Regions from separate parts of the Zea mays genome. Here region 2 is linked to region 1. A link is a contact called in public Hi-C data. All regions are on one chromosome and are shown on one strand. The core of a region is the stretch at or near the end of the contact, and the rest is flanking DNA. Distances in the headings are between cores, read along the strand shown. Region 1 holds the start of LOC100281996 (60S ribosomal protein L29-like). Region 2 holds the start of LOC100501717 (Putative DUF231 domain containing family protein).

What was found. A called contact is a pair of places that touch in the nucleus more often than the background predicts.
Region 2: a Hi-C map of tassel shows a contact between it and region 1, with 2.1 times the contacts expected there. The contact joins the promoter of LOC100501717 here to the promoter of LOC100281996 in region 1. A contact is called at or near these places in 3 of 25 Hi-C or Micro-C datasets (ear, leaf and tassel).

Annotation. Positions count from the first base shown.
Region 1 is chr8:96,064,294-96,072,006 of Zm-B73-REFERENCE-NAM-5.0, reverse strand. LOC100281996 (60S ribosomal protein L29-like) reads right to left here and starts at 2,614. Exons shown (of 3, transcript NM_001154911.2): 1 at 2,558-2,614; 2 at 2,329-2,462; 3 at 1,142-1,441. The coding sequence starts at 2,430. The coding sequence ends at 1,361.
Region 2 is chr8:96,308,572-96,316,284 of Zm-B73-REFERENCE-NAM-5.0, reverse strand. It overlaps LOC100501717 (Putative DUF231 domain containing family protein), which reads right to left and starts at 4,954. Exons shown (of 6, transcript NM_001362818.1): 1 at 4,448-4,954; 2 at 3,943-4,349; 3 at 2,106-2,277; 4 at 1,742-1,941; 5 at 1,498-1,659; 6 at 754-1,418. The coding sequence starts at 4,672. The coding sequence ends at 1,040.

The DNA of each region.
Region 1 (7,713 bases), core at 1,365-3,864:
GCTACCGCATAAACACGCTTCTCCTGCTTGATCATAACTGGAACTAGAAACAGAGGTTGTTGTTCACAAAACCCATGATACCGACACACTGAGCTGAGCACATATCCATGTCACGTTGTTAATTGGCCGACGTTGTTGACCAAACATTCAACATGTTCGCTTAGATTTAATCTGTATCGACTTCTGCAGTGTTTTATCTTTATGGATTGTAGTTGCAGGAGTTCAAACAACTAGCTTTAATCTAAAGCGAACTAAGGAAACCAGTGTAGCCAATGTTGGAGAGGCAAACGGAAAACTTTGTGAATAGAAGGAAACCTGAATAGATCCATTTGAATTCCGAGGTTTCACCCTAGCTATACATGCTCGTCTATGGAAAAAAATTGAGTTTCAAAGAAGATTGGTTATGCATAACAAACCTGAAAAGGAAAAAAGCTGCAACAGGGTCGTGAGTCGTGACGTCACCTTCAGATTGTGAAATTGAGCAGAACAGTCAGGCACGGCTGGCCTCTTATCGCTGGGCTTATTTACTGTGTTTTTAAATATGACTGCTAAGATCAAGATTTTGTGATGCAAAACAGAGCAGGCAGTCGATGTGGCTTTGCCATTTGATAGTATACCTTTCAGGCTATTTGGATCCATTTATTTCAAAGAAATTAAAATTTACTTAACAAAGTAACATATTTGACTTGAAATTTGACATTCCACCACTTTTCAAAATTCAGAAATAAGTATAATTTAAAATCATAGGTGAAAGATGAAAAATAATTTTATGTATTAGTAGAATATATTTCTACTCTGCAATTTATAGGACACTCATCGACTTTAGTAAAAATGTAGCACATAAATATTTCAAACATCTTTTTAATAATAATATACAGTTATATTTTGCCTAAAACCATATTAACTTAATTGATAGATGACTAAATTAATATTATTAGAATGGAATTCAATTCAAGCATCCAAACGGGGCATCAGAGATGAAGCTCATGAGACAATTGCGAAAGCAAAGCATGTTCACTCGCATCACAGGTTAGCACTGGGAGGCTGTGTCACCAAAGCCACAAACTACCGACATGAAGAGGCAAGAAATTGACAGTGTAAGGCAAGAAATCAACAGGTAAATTGGAGATAACAGCACAGGTCACAGAGAACCGAAAATGATACATTAAGTGCCCGATTCTCAAGGACACAACTGATGATTTTAGTTAAATAAACTCCAGATAGGCAACAAGACAAAAAAACAACACTTCAGTACCAATTGATGAATCTCTTTTAATCATACAGATGTGAAAATTAAGTTCACAACTAAGACCCTAACGATACAAGAGATGCATTTGTCGCCACAAACTCAGGCATCATCTCACTCCTCTGACTCAGCCTCACAACTCTTCTTATTGCCCTTCCTTGAGTACCTCAAGTTCCTCAGAAACTTGGGGTCCATCTAAAAGCACACAAAAGAGATCATTAATAGATCATAAAACCCAGTCCAAAACGGCATATTAAGCAAACAGACACAGCAAACAGGAAATAAAAATGAAATTTCAGCAGAGTACAATATTTATGTCAAAAAAATGCAAGTAAAAATAGTCAATATTAAACTACCTAAACCTTCCTCAGAAAACAATTATAATGTTTCAGCAGATAAAGAATAAGTAAAAAATTATTAAAAAAACACACAATTGAAATCAGAAGATGAAACACCAATAATACTAGAGATCATCATACATACTAATTTGTTGTGCAAACAATTTTTTTGGTCAAACAAAGTACATAGCCTGAGATTTAAAGTGTCAATAGCACTCATTCTGTAGGCAAACATCAGTTGTAGCATAAGAATTCAGTCAAATATCAACTAAAATAGCTAAGTAGCTGGCAAAACTTCGATGATACCAGAAGGTATGCAACAAGATTAATATATAAAGACATTCATGTCATGGTAATATTTTAAAAATAAGACGCCAATACAATAAAATACTCACATCCAAAAATATTAGTCGTTTTAGCTCTTGATTTTTATGTCTATGCTTAAATGGATGATAATGAATCTTAGACACATAAAACAAATACATTTGCAGCATATTTCGTCAAAAATAACACGGCAGTCAGCAAGGCAATTTCGAAGGAACAACAGAAAACTAGTATAAATAGGAGCATCTAGTAATGATAGCATCAAGGCATGCTACAAACAAAACTACTGCATTTGCACTCGGGCACAGGCCACAGGCCACATAATAAATATGATCATGTTTCAGCGAAAGGGTAGCTTTCGAATTCAAATCTACTAGCATGTTGAGAGGCGAACAACTGCAATGAAAGGGAAGCACGTACCCCCTTGGTGGAGGTCTGGCGGTGGCGCTTGGGCTTCTTGATGCCGTTCTTGTGCGCCTTGAACGACTGGTTATGCGCCGTGTGGTTCTTAGACTTGGCCATTCCGAACCCCTCTTGCTCCTGCTCCTAATCACCTGTGGTTCCACCATCGGTTCCAAAAAAAAAATCGAGCGATGAACGATCGCGTCAGGAAGAAGACGAGGGACAGATGTTCTCTCTTGTTTCTTACCGGCGTCGGGGGCGCGGAGCAGCTCCGCGGCGGCGTTAAGTGAGCTAGGGTTTCGGGAGAGACGAATCTTCGAGGTTGGGTTTATATAGACGAGGGGGCATTCTCTCAAACCCATTTTTGTACGAGGCGCGGATTCAACCCAGCAGAGGCCCGTTAAGGCTTTGTTCGTTTTGTGCCAATCCATATGAATTGAAAGGGATTAAATCTCCTACAAGTCAAAATCCTCTTCAATCTCTTTCAATCTCCCTCAATTCCTATAGTTTTAGGATCAAACGAACATGGCCTAAGAGATTTTGTTTTACTCTCAATTCATATGAATTAGTTGTGATTAAGTGGGTTTAAATTTCAAACAATTTACAATATTTCATAATTTTTTTAATCTCATCCAATCTGCATAAAATATAAATAACCGAACAAGACCTAAAACTGAGGTTCTGAGTTAAAATTCTATGAAAATCTAACGTTATTTTGACTATCAGTCCTCATGCAAGACTCAAGTGGGTTGTAAATCTTCCACCACCTTAGAGCAACTTTAATAGACTAGCATTTTATAAAGATAAATATGGCTACTATTAAAAGAAAAACATCTCTCACAAACTATGTAATTGCTTTTCAAATTTAGTACCTCTTCATTTATCCATCTTCGCTCTCTATTTTTAGATAGCATGTTTCATTCACCATTCAGTCAGTTGGTTTACAGAGTCTGTTTTATTAGTCTACTATTTTTGTGAAATCTATTTTAGAGAGTAGCTAAATCGGTACATTTAGCTAATCTTTTCGAGTTGCTCTTATATTAGAATTTTACTCTATATTTAAAGAAAATTCTCTATTATTATATATATAGTTTACATATTATAAGTCTTAGGCTTCCAATAACTAGATGAAGTCCTGGCCCCCGGTGCCATCCGGTTCAGCCGAACCAGATTCGGGTGGCTATAAAAACACCCACAGGTCGCTGGAATTAGGTTTTAGCGACGGTGGTGGTTCTCTCGGGCGTGCGAGTGGCGGCGATCCCGGGGGCCGGCGGTGGCACTCCCCCAGGATCACGCGACGGCGGCGCTCCCGAGGCGGGCGGGCAAGCGGCGGCGCTCTCGAGGCGGCCGGGCAAGCGGCGGCGCACCCCAGTGCGGGTGGCGACGGTGGTTGCGCGAGACGTGGTAGGCTTCGGCAGCGGCGGTGGTGGCCATGGGACACGCGGGTCGCTCCGGCGGTCGTGCGAGGCGCGGTCGTCTCCAGCGATGGCGACAACGCGAGGCGTGGGTGGCTCTAGCATCCTTCAATGACCAACTCCTCCGATTTGGTGGCTTCGGTGGCGTCCTTTGATCTAGCGGCCTCAGGATCGTCCTCTAGCGACGAACTATCTGATCCATGTTTATGCCAACAATGATTATGTTTTTATGCCTGCTATTTACACTATTTATGTATTCAAGTGATGATTTTTTACGACGATGAATACGATTTCTACGTCTGCCATAAAATTATCCCAAATTCCCGCAGGGGCTGTTAGTTGAATCGATATTATGTTTTTTATCAATTATGCTACACGGTGTATATATTTATGCGACTTTGTATAAGAATTTATGCGCGTGATCATGTCATCATATTTTTTGCATGCGTGAAGTGCAAACGAAAATATCATCAAAAATTTACGCGCATGCACTGAAAACTCCCAAGGTCTGCCATAATTTTTGGATCTGCATAAAAATAAAAATTGCATGCATTCGACACCCTTTTTGGATGTATCACAAAAAATAGGATCCTGAATACAACACATTAGAGTTATCAACCTCTCTCACATGGATCGGTATTTATGGACATAACTGAGGGGTTTTACGCTCAAAACTTAAGGTTTTTACGCTCGAATCTAGAGATGTGTATACCAGTGTACCACGTGCAGCGTTCCGTATTTCATAAATATCAAGACCGTGTAACATAATTAGTATCAATATATATCATAAACTGGTTGTAACGAGCCTAACTGCATGGCTGTTAGAGTGGTCCTATATTTATGTAAGAAAATGCAGCATTTAAAATAAGATTTTATTGTTTCCATGCATACCAATCAATTTCCTTTCATCGCACATTCCTGTCATCCTAAATTTACGCACATGTAGTAGGAAAAAGATTTTTACGTAGTGTACCGAATTGCATAAATATCTACATCATATAACATAATTAATATCAGCAAATATAATAAACTGGTTCTAACGATCCTAGTTGCATGACTGTTGGAGTGATCCTATATTCATGAAGTCATCTAATTTTTGCATGCATGCAATGGAAATGAAAATGTGATCCAAAATTTACGTACATGCAATAAAACTCCTACGATCTGCCATAATTATCGGATCTACAATAAAAATAGGATCTGCATGCACGCACTGCGCATGTGCACGTGGTCGAGTGGTTGGACAGGGTTTTTACGCTATCTCTGTGAACTATTTACGCTATTTTTGTGGACTATTTACGCTATTTGCGCATAAAAAATAGAACCACAATTTATGCCTTGTGTCCCACGTGGGAGGTTGGTTGTTAGACCGAGAGTTTGACTGACACATGTGGGAGAGGTTGACCTGGTGCATGGGCACTGGGCAGGGGGCACACCTGACGACCTGGCGTGGGTGTGTAGGGACGCGCACTGGTGCGATCCAGCCAGATAGGGGTGGTCGGCCTGGGCTTCCTCTAACATTTGGAAGCTCAGTGCTTCCAATATACCCTCCATATTTGGAAGCTCAGGGCTCAACTCTTCATGGCACAGGTCTACAAACTGGATGGACTTCCCTTGGCAATTGTTTCCGACAGAGACCCCATCTTCACGAGACAGTTTTGGTAGCACCTTTTCAAACTGTCTAGCACGGTTCGTCGTACCATCCTCAAACTAACGAACAAACCAAACGGTGTTAATCAATGTCTCGAGTCATTCCTCCGGTGCTTTATCAGTGCATGTCCAAAGAAGCGAAAAGATTGGTTGGCCGCGGCTGAATACTAGTATAATACACGTTTTCACTCCTCCCTTGGTCGATCACCCTTCGAGGTTCTATACGGCCGCCAGCCCAGATGTCTTGGCTTGTCTGTTAATGACATAGTGACTGCTAGTCTACCTTCCTAGCTGGCTTCGGGAGCGCTCAGTAATGCAAGAATTGGTTCATGAGGCATGAGCACCTACTTTGTGCGCAAAGCCGTATGAAACGCCAAGCAGACAAAAACAACCGCTCGGAACACAGCTTTGCAGTAAATGATTGTGTTTACCTCAAGCTGCAGCCCTATGTCCAAGCTTCTGTCATGCCCCATGCACATCATAAGCTCAACTTCAAATCCTTTGGACCCTATCAAATCCTTGCCGCGCACATACATGAATATTGTCAATTATGGTGCGAGGTAAATCAGCTTCGCTTAATGCACAATACCTCCGACCTTATCAAGTGGAAGTTTACTATGAGTGGCCAGTACACAACTCAGTCAGCCTACCAAGCGCAATTTTATGACTCCACATGCAGGAATTTTAATAGTATAATTTGGAGAGCTTGGGCGCCACCAAAGTGCAAATTCTTCAGTTGGCTTGCTGTTCAAAATAGAGTTTGGACAGCAGACAGGTTGGCAAGAAGGGGATGGCCTCATAATCCGCGCTGTGTCCTATGCGCCTCATGCCCAGAATCTGGACTACATCTGTTTGCTGAATGTTGCTTCACCAGACATATTTGGGCTGATTTGAGTATTTGGGCTGCAATTACGGAGATCCACCATTCTTCTTGGCAACCTGTAGATTCGGTGCATCAATGGTGGTCGAATCTTGCAACATCCGCAGTGAGAAGCGTGAAGGGATTGCGAACCCTCATCATCCTCGTGTCTTGGACAATTTGGTGTGAGAGAAACTCGCGAATCTTTGAGCACAAAGAGAAGACCGTGACACAGACTATAGCGATGATTAAGGAGCAAATCCGCCTGTGGATTCTAGGAGGAGCAAAACACTTAGCAAGGCTGGTGTAGGTTTTGGGGAAGGAGAGGGGTTGGTTTTGGGACATTTGTGTCACCATACTTAATGTCTCCTTCCCTAGTGTGATGTACTTGTATATTTTAGCCCTCGCTGGCTCTCACCTTCTTTTTAATATAACAGGCAATTCTCTTGCCAGTTTTCAAAAAAAAAAATCCTTGCTCGTGTTGGACAAGTAGCTTATCGCCTCAACCTACCTGCTACAAGTCGGATTTGTGTCTCAACTCAAGCTTGCTAAAGGATTCAAAGGTCCTGATGCTTTACCATTACCATCTGACCTGCCTGAATTCGGTGTTCCTCTACTTGGGGAGAAGCATCCTCTCTAGGGGGAGGGAATGTCAAGGATGCGGGCGTCGCACTCGTCGTGCCAAAATGGCGAGTGGGTCCATGTAAGGAGATCGATAAATGGCGTGGCATGTCTTGTGGGAGAATTAAGAAATATACAAACATAGTTCTATCGTCTTCCTCCTCTGATCTCTCTCTCCCCCTATCCATAGCTTCTATCTGTAGTTCAGCTCTCTGTTGCTGACATTTGGCGATGGGCTAGTGGGGTTGGATAAAAGAGCTCCAAACTGTTTTGCTCCATGGGTTATGAGCAGTTACGGTTGATGGCTGTCTAAAGCGGTTAAAACTTGCGAGAATAATAAATATAAAAAAACGGTTGTTATAAGAGCATCTTCAACAACGTGATCTATAAAAATGACTTATAATTTAAAAATAAGTAAATTTTATAGAATTTAGGGCACCAACAAAATACTCCGCTCCAACAGTAAAGCCTTAAATCTAGATTATAGGGCAGCCCACTGCGGTGTAGTATATTTGAGGCACTTGAGAGAGTGCTCTATAGTTTTTTGACAATTTGTTGAATTGAGACACTGTTGGAGTGGTTTTTCCTATGTAGACCCCTATATTTTGATTTGAGACATTAGTTTGAGGCATTGTTGGAGATGCTCTAATGCTACTATTTCAATTGCAACCTTCGGGGTAATATTTGTAAGAAGCCCAAAGTCGGAGATATCACGGTTCAAAAAAAAACTCGAGGGAAACGACATCTGCGAGGGAGAGTAGTGGTTGGCGGTGCAGTAATGGCGTTGGAGAGAAACAGCGGGAGGTGGGGGGAGAAGAACGGCCCGGCGGCGGGAAGCCTGGCAGGCGGAAAGATCGG
Region 2 (7,713 bases), core at 3,705-6,204, 240 kb before region 1:
TTTAACGACTAAGTTGATCAACATCTTGTTAGATACAATGGGACTATACAAGAAATGGTGGGGTGAAGCTATTTTGATTGCATGTCATATCCAGAATAGAGTCATAGCTAGCCTCGCAGGTACGAGATACGAAATACCACATCTTTCTTCTTGGTTGAGTTGCTCCTGAGTTTTTCCCGTTGTGGTCTTTTGTGCGCATGGACGATTGGAAGAGCAATGGCCTTTGAAACCACACCAATATCTCTTGCACATGTTTTTGTTTGCCGAATGACAAAATTTTAAGAGAGCCTACACATGACAGTTCGTTGCTTATCGTATACATTCGAGGGACAACACTACAAATATCGATTGTGGTCTATGATTTCAAGTAACATACTATGTTGGCTAGTGTGCATTGAGTCGCTGATGCCATAAGCATGGATACCTCTACAAGGTAATTTTTATCATGGCGTTTCTATACCTCAAATATTTGATGGGAACGTATGAGGGGAAATCAAATCAATTGATACAACCGGTGCAACCAAGACACATGGATATAGTTGGGAGGACCTTTTAAAAATATCCGGGGAGAGATGGGAGGATTGTTTTGAATAATAATATATTTTAAAAAAATATCCTGCCATCTCCATCTCTATGTCTTGGTTATATTGTTGCACAGTAGATTCAGTTTCACTTTTTTCCCGTGCAGCGAGGCAACCAGGTCAGACCCACATGACACAAGCAGCAAATTTCTGGCACCTTTTAAGAGAAATATTTCGACACGAATAGAAACAATTTCACGAATGATTCTGGTAAAAAATTATGTACACGTGCCAGGTAGAAACACGAGGCACAGAAGCGCGCATTTCCCCTCAGGCTCAAACAACCACATTTACTGCTGCTTTTTTTGGCTACACTAGTGCGATCTGACCTTCCAACAGATGCTCAGGTGAACCAGTCCAGCAGCATAGGCTTCTAAACCTACTATTAGGGGAAAAAGAAATAACTTATGGCGTCGACCACAAACACACTGATGCACGAGAAGTATTTCTAGCTGTTGTTATCTGTGAGGTTGATCCTGCGGCGGCGGCGGGCTCGACACGATGTGACCATAAACGAACTGGTTCCACGTGTCCGGCACGCCGGGGAGGCACCAGTGGATGCAATCCGCGAACTTCCTCGGGTTCGCCTTCTGCTCGGGCGTCAGGAGCTTCCCCTGCCGCAGCGTGTGCACGGAGGTGTGCGCGTCCTTGCGGATCTCCGACAGCGCGGTCACGTCGACGAAGCGCACCGGCACCTTCTCCATCGACCTCGTCACGCGCTGGGCGGCCGCGAAGAGGTCCCAGTCCGTGCCCACCTCCAGTTTCTTCGTGTAGTTGATCGCCGGCTGCGTCTCGGAGAAGCATTTTACGGCGTTGGGGCTGCCCCAGCCTTCACTCCTGGACCACAACAAGACAGTGAGTGACTGTGGAGGGGCAGAAATTCTGCATATCAAGCAAGGTACGGATGGATACTTACTGCATATGTACCGGTGACACGCTCATGAATAGGACCGTGCTTCTCTTGGGATCAATGTGCGCCTCTACCCATCTGGACCACGTCTTGAGGACCTTCCGGTATGCCTCCACACGCTCTATTTCATCGTACTTTACGTGTTTCCTTGAGAAAGATCCACCGTGCCTGTAGTCAAGAAGGTAGCTCGTGTAAGGCATGAGCAGCTCACCCTTTCCATTGTTCGCGAGTAAGACAATTAATTACTCACACGGTTTTCATCTGCGGTGTGTTCATCCACCAAATGTAAGTGTTGAAGATCAGGTAGTCCACGCCTTCCCAGTTTGCCGCATGCTTCGCGATCGATGTCGGCTTGATCATGCGGTCGCTGATGCTGTGAATGTCTGGGTCGTCTGAGTTTGACTCCACTAGGAACGGAGCCCAGTAGAACTCAACTGTTGCATTGTACTCCTGAAACATTCCGAGTAAACGATTCGCGTCAGGGTTTAGCTATAAGATTCGTAATGTCAGCATCAACAGAATTTGAGCATTCTTGACGCTGCCAATTTGCTAATACAAACACCAATTTATTCTATGATGCCGCGTCGCGGTCACTGCTTGATGAGTAAGTATACCTGAAGATGGAAGACATTAAGAGAACCATTCTTGACGAGAGATTTTTTGTCCCATGGTGCCTCTGACTGGACCAGGCACACCATGGACTCCCACTGGTTCCGATTCAGAGAATCACCCACAAACATCAGCCTTTTGTTCCTTAGCTTCTCCAGAAGCAACTTAGCCTCAAATCTGTAGCAGAAAGATTTTCTGATAAGTTTCCTCTGTTTTTGAAGGTTTAGCCATGTAATATGTAGCAGGGGAACAGATCAGTGCCTGCTATTGTGCTACATATTTTTACTGAATGCGTTACCTAAATATATGGAGTAAATAATACTGCAAGTAAGCTCAAGAGCTGATAGCTCCATGCATATACGAAAATGAATAAACTAACAATTAGTAAATACATGAGTGTGACTACTTGTGCTCAATACAGATAAATGTGAGCCCAGCCCTACCAAATTTGAAAGGATCTCGGGTACATAGAAATCAATTAGTAGCCTCATGTTTTGGTTGATGTTTTACAACGAGGTAGGGTATTCACCAATTTACTGACAGATATTGAAAGTGTAGATAATTGTTATTCCTTCCATTCTCTTTTATAAGGCACACACATATCAAGATTCAAACTTTAAAACCGTTGTCCAATAATTTGACTAATAAAATTTAGTGATTACAATTCAAACTTGATAAGGTCACATTTGCAATTAAACGCGCTATCCAATCTGTATAAGTGTATAAGTATAAACGATATGATACAAAATAAATAAATGGTTAAAGTTGTAATACAGGTGACCCTGTCGTACCAAACTACGCCTTATATAAGAGAATGGAGGGAGTAGCAGTTAGTTGGAACTAGAAGTTGTTGCAACATCATGCAACAGCTCCCACTTGTATTTTTCCTATTTCTTTTTTAGATTCCAAACACTGTTACTTACCTCCCCATTCAACCACTTCCTCTCTAACGAACAGAACTTCTCTATCAAACAATAAATTGCTTAATATATTCAAAGAAAGACCGTAGCTTGATGTGAGTGCGGTCTCTTTTTCTCATCAATTATATAACACCTAACAGATTAAGTAACCCCATACACGAATCTTAGATGCCAAGAAACACAACTAATGAGTAGACTTTAACAGATCAACTTCACCTAACGTGCTCTGCAGACTAGATGCAGGGGAACCATGTACAGCCACTTGCCTTGATGAAAACTTGAGGGTGCTAGCAACAATGACAGAGTGATGCAAAAACTAAGCACGAACCCTCTACGAGATGCAAAAACTAAGCACAACCGTTGCAACAGTAAGATGAAAGGGTTCAGTTACAGCAAGGCTACACTACGAGATGTTGGTAATGCTGGAAGACGATCGATATTATTTTTCATCCATAATTAGTTGTTTGTTACTACTGTCCTGACAAATTGGGGGGGGTTATTGGTAGTGTTTTCTAGTGAGCAATACACCTGTACTCCTGGCGCAATTGCGCATCCGCAGACAAGTTGGGCGCATCACCACGTCAACACAGAGCGCAAAGAGACGAAAAGACTGCTGCGCCCCCCGTCTCTTCCCCAGGATGCAGACACGGGTCCGCTCAAGTGCTGTGATCTCTAATAAACAGAAAAGAAAGCGCGAAGTGATCTGGCCGCCCATGCGGAGCACGCGTCCACCTCCGCTTTCCAGTAATCTAGTTCCGCAAGCGAAAGCGCGCACGCACCTACCCTACCCTACGACGCGAGCCGGGCCGCGTAAGCCCGTATGGACGTACACGTATACGTATGGACAGCATCTGCAGGAAGGGGGAGAAAGGATAACGGAATGCAGTGGTAGGCAAGGCAAGCAAGGAAGCCGTGGTGGTACCTGGGGAGGTCGCAGCCGTCGGGCTGCCAGCGCCACTTCTGGTAGTCGTCGTCGCGGCGGCCGTTGCGCGTGCAGGTGACCTGCTCCGTGAGGAAGCTGCACTCGGACTCCTTGTACAGCGGCGCGCGGGACTCGTCGTACACCCAGCGGCCCTTGTACAGGTCGCAGGTCCCCTGGGCCTGATCCTGCTCCTGCTCCTGCGAGCCGCCGCCGCCGTGGCCCCCGCTTCCCCCTTCCACCACCTCCTCGGTCAGCGGCGCGTCCTGCTGCAGGGAGGCACCGGGCTTCGCCGCGCCCTCCTCGGCCTCCTCCTGCTGCTCGTGCGGGGGCGGGTCGGTCCGATCCGCGCCGTCAGACCCCACTGCCCTCGCCGGCGGCGCGAGCGTCTCTACGGCCGCCACCTCCTCCTGCACGAGGAAACGGAAGCCACCGTAGGTTTAGCTTACAGACAGCACCGAGCGAGCGACAGGTTAGTAGGAAAGGAGCAGGAACGGTAGGTGCCTACCCTCGCGACGCCGGAGACGGAGGCGGCGCCGTCGGAGGAGGAGAGCTTGGCGTACGCCGTCGGGCCGCCGTGCCTCCGCAGCGAGGCGGCGATGTGGGCGGCGTCGTAGAGCACGGAGACCCCCAGCAGCGTGGCGAGCGCGAAGACCGCGGCCACCTGTGCCCGCCTGCTGGGCACCCCGACAGCGAGCGGCCCGGCCCCGCCCTTCCGCCGCGGGATCCGCATCGGCACCGGCGCGGCACGGAACCGACTGGAGGGCCGCAGCTGGGAATTGGGACTTCCGCGACCTGCTGGCCTCGCTTGCGCCCACCGGGGACAACCGCGGTTGATTTCACCTCCTCCGCCTCCGCGGCGGCGGGGGCTGCAACTGCTAGCAGGAGGCAGGCAGCGGCAGCTTTCTTCGCGTTGCTCGATGTTTCTTTATGGCGGGGCGCGGGGCACGCTCTTCAAGAGGGAGCGGAGGACAGGACAAGCGGGTGGGGTGGGCGCCGCCACCCTGCGGGGTAGGGTCGGGTGTGCTTTGGGCCCAAGGGTAGCGAAATGCGTGGAGGGAAAGGGGGTACGGCACTTCTGGCGAGTGGTGGAGGGAGGAACTCCATGAAGGGTTACTGTTGCTTTATGGCCCAAAGTGGCCCAAAGCGCACGGTAATTACGCGAGTCTTCGCTTGCCGCCATGCATAATCGCAGGAGGATGGTCCGGGTAAGTGGGTAACGGTCAAAAGTGGCGCACTGCTCCATGCGACCGAGACGGCTGGTGATTGGCTTTTGTTTTTGCGTTGGAGCCTAGTATTTTTTTTCTTCTTTTAGTAATGGATAGTGGATTTCACCTCGTTAGGAGGGTAGCCAAAATTATTACTCCCTCGTTAGGAATAAAAAAGATTGACGTCCCGATTTTTTTTTCTCATTTGAAACTAAAATACCCTCATTAAAGCGTCGCTCTTGTGCAAGACAAGCCAAATGTCGCAGCGCGCGGGCGAGAAAAATAAAATCGTCAGCACGCCCAAAGAAAATAAAATCGCTGGCGCGTAGATGCATTAGACTATCCGCAATCGTTACCCCTAAATTTTTCCCCCTATATCACTTTTTCCCCTATTTTCCCATATTTTTTCATCTCCCGCAGCGGTTCCCCCTAAATACTCTCCCTATACCCCACTACCACTATAAAATATCATTTTTTATATCAACTATCAATTTTTTATCTACTAACAATTACTCGTGTACCCACAGCACAGTGTTTAGGGTGATGAACAGTGACACGCTAGATCTGGGGGGAGAGAGAAGGGGACCGACACGTAGAGGGCGCTGTAGGGGCACCGCTGCGGGCATAGGGTGCCCCCTACGCGCCGCATGCAAGGGGAGGGGGAGGGGGAGGGGCAGCGTGCACCACTACGGCTAGTCTTACACAAACACGCGGAGGGGGAGGGGGAGGGGCAGCGTGCACCACTGCGGCTAGTCTTACACAAACACGCCACCGTACAAACCGACCACGCCATGCCAAACGCTCCACAATGCATAAAAAATTAAAAAAGAAAGAAATTGTGGTTTGCTATGAGTGGGCTTCGAACTAAGATCACAGTCATCAAAACCACTCATAGTTAGTGCTGGGAATTGGGCTGTGCCGGGTCAGCCTGACCCAACCCATCGTACTTCGTGTCAAACGGGTTTGGGGTAGGAAAGTCCAAAAAACTTTTGGACCGTGTCGTGCCAGCCCGAATTGTAAAAACAGTGGCCCAGCCCGCCCCTAAACCACGACGTGTCTTCGTTGGGCCATGCCGGCCCAAGCCCGGCCCATATATTTGACCACATAAAAAATCAAAATATTACAATCATATAAAGTTCATAGTTTACTAACTTAAAGGTATTAAACAATTCTAGCATCATTTAACCACATAAACTCCAAATATAACAACAATATAAAGTCGATATCTTACTAAATTAAAGAAATTAAACAGATTGGGTTTAATTGGGCCGGAAGCCCGGCCCATCTATGCGGGCCGTGCCGGGGGCCCGATGGGCCGAAATTTGAGGCCCGGCCTAGGCCCGCCTTCGGGCTATGGTAGCCCGACCCATATTATTTCGTGTCGGGCGGTGCTTTGGGCTCATATTTTCGGGTCGTGCTCGTGCTGGCCCGAAAAGCCCGGCCCATATTCCCAGCACTACTCATAGTAACAACTCACATTAAAGAGGTATTTGCATGCAAATAGCACGAAAACATATTTATTACGGGTATGACAGGAAAGTAGACTTCCAATTATTGGCTCCTTGGTATATGAGATTGTCCAATTCATCAATTAAATCAATACTGCAGGGAGTACAAGATCAGCAGCGCATCCTTCTGCCCCAAGGAGAGGAACAAACCTCCAACACTAACAACAGTGAAACAAATGATAGATAGTTTGGTTACAACGCAATCCTACTTGTAAAGATTCATCCACTACTGGTGTAAATCTCCATTCCCACCATCTCTAATCATCGACAAGCGGCCTTTGTTTTGTCTCCTTCTACTTGGCTTTTCTGCAAGAGAGCCCAGAACCTAAGCCAGTATGTTCCCCTGAAGAGCTCTTGTAAAGAAGTTAGTATAGTGGTGTCGGAAAGGAAATTCTCCGGCCGGATGGCAGAACGCACCCGCCCTAAATCCTAAGATGAGGAGGGGCCTAAGCGTTTTGCCTGTCTGCTAAGTGATGAACGAACACAAGAACACACAAGGGTTTAGAGTGGTTCAGGCCGCCGGAGCGTAATACCCTACTCCACTGTGTGATGTATTGAGCTTGAGAGCTTGTATGAATTTGTGAGCCTGAGCTGGGTCTAAGTGAGCTTGAGTCTGCTTCGTTGCGTGCCTCCCCTTTTATAGCTGAAGGGGGCACGTACAAGGGTCCTGAGCCCCGACATGCGGGCCCAGGAACATAACAGATGTAATACTTCGAGCCACTAATGCTCGTCGCCAGGGCAATCTCCTTGCACCCTGATATCCGTGGCTTGCGTAGTATCGGCGTGCAGCGGAAGCTTCACTGGCAACGTACGAGTGATGATGAGCACAGTGTATGCCGCAGCACGGGCGTACTGCCTGCCACTGGAGCGGACGGGCACGCCGCCTGCAGGATGGCCTAGCCGCCGCCCGTCAGTAGAATGGACAGGGCACATTAAATGCTGAGGCGGCACATCGCTTGTCAGTGGAGTAGATAGGGCGTATTTAATACTGAGGCGGCACATCACCTACCAGCTTGACAGTTGGCGCGCCTCCTCCGCAATAAATGCGCGGCCCAGAG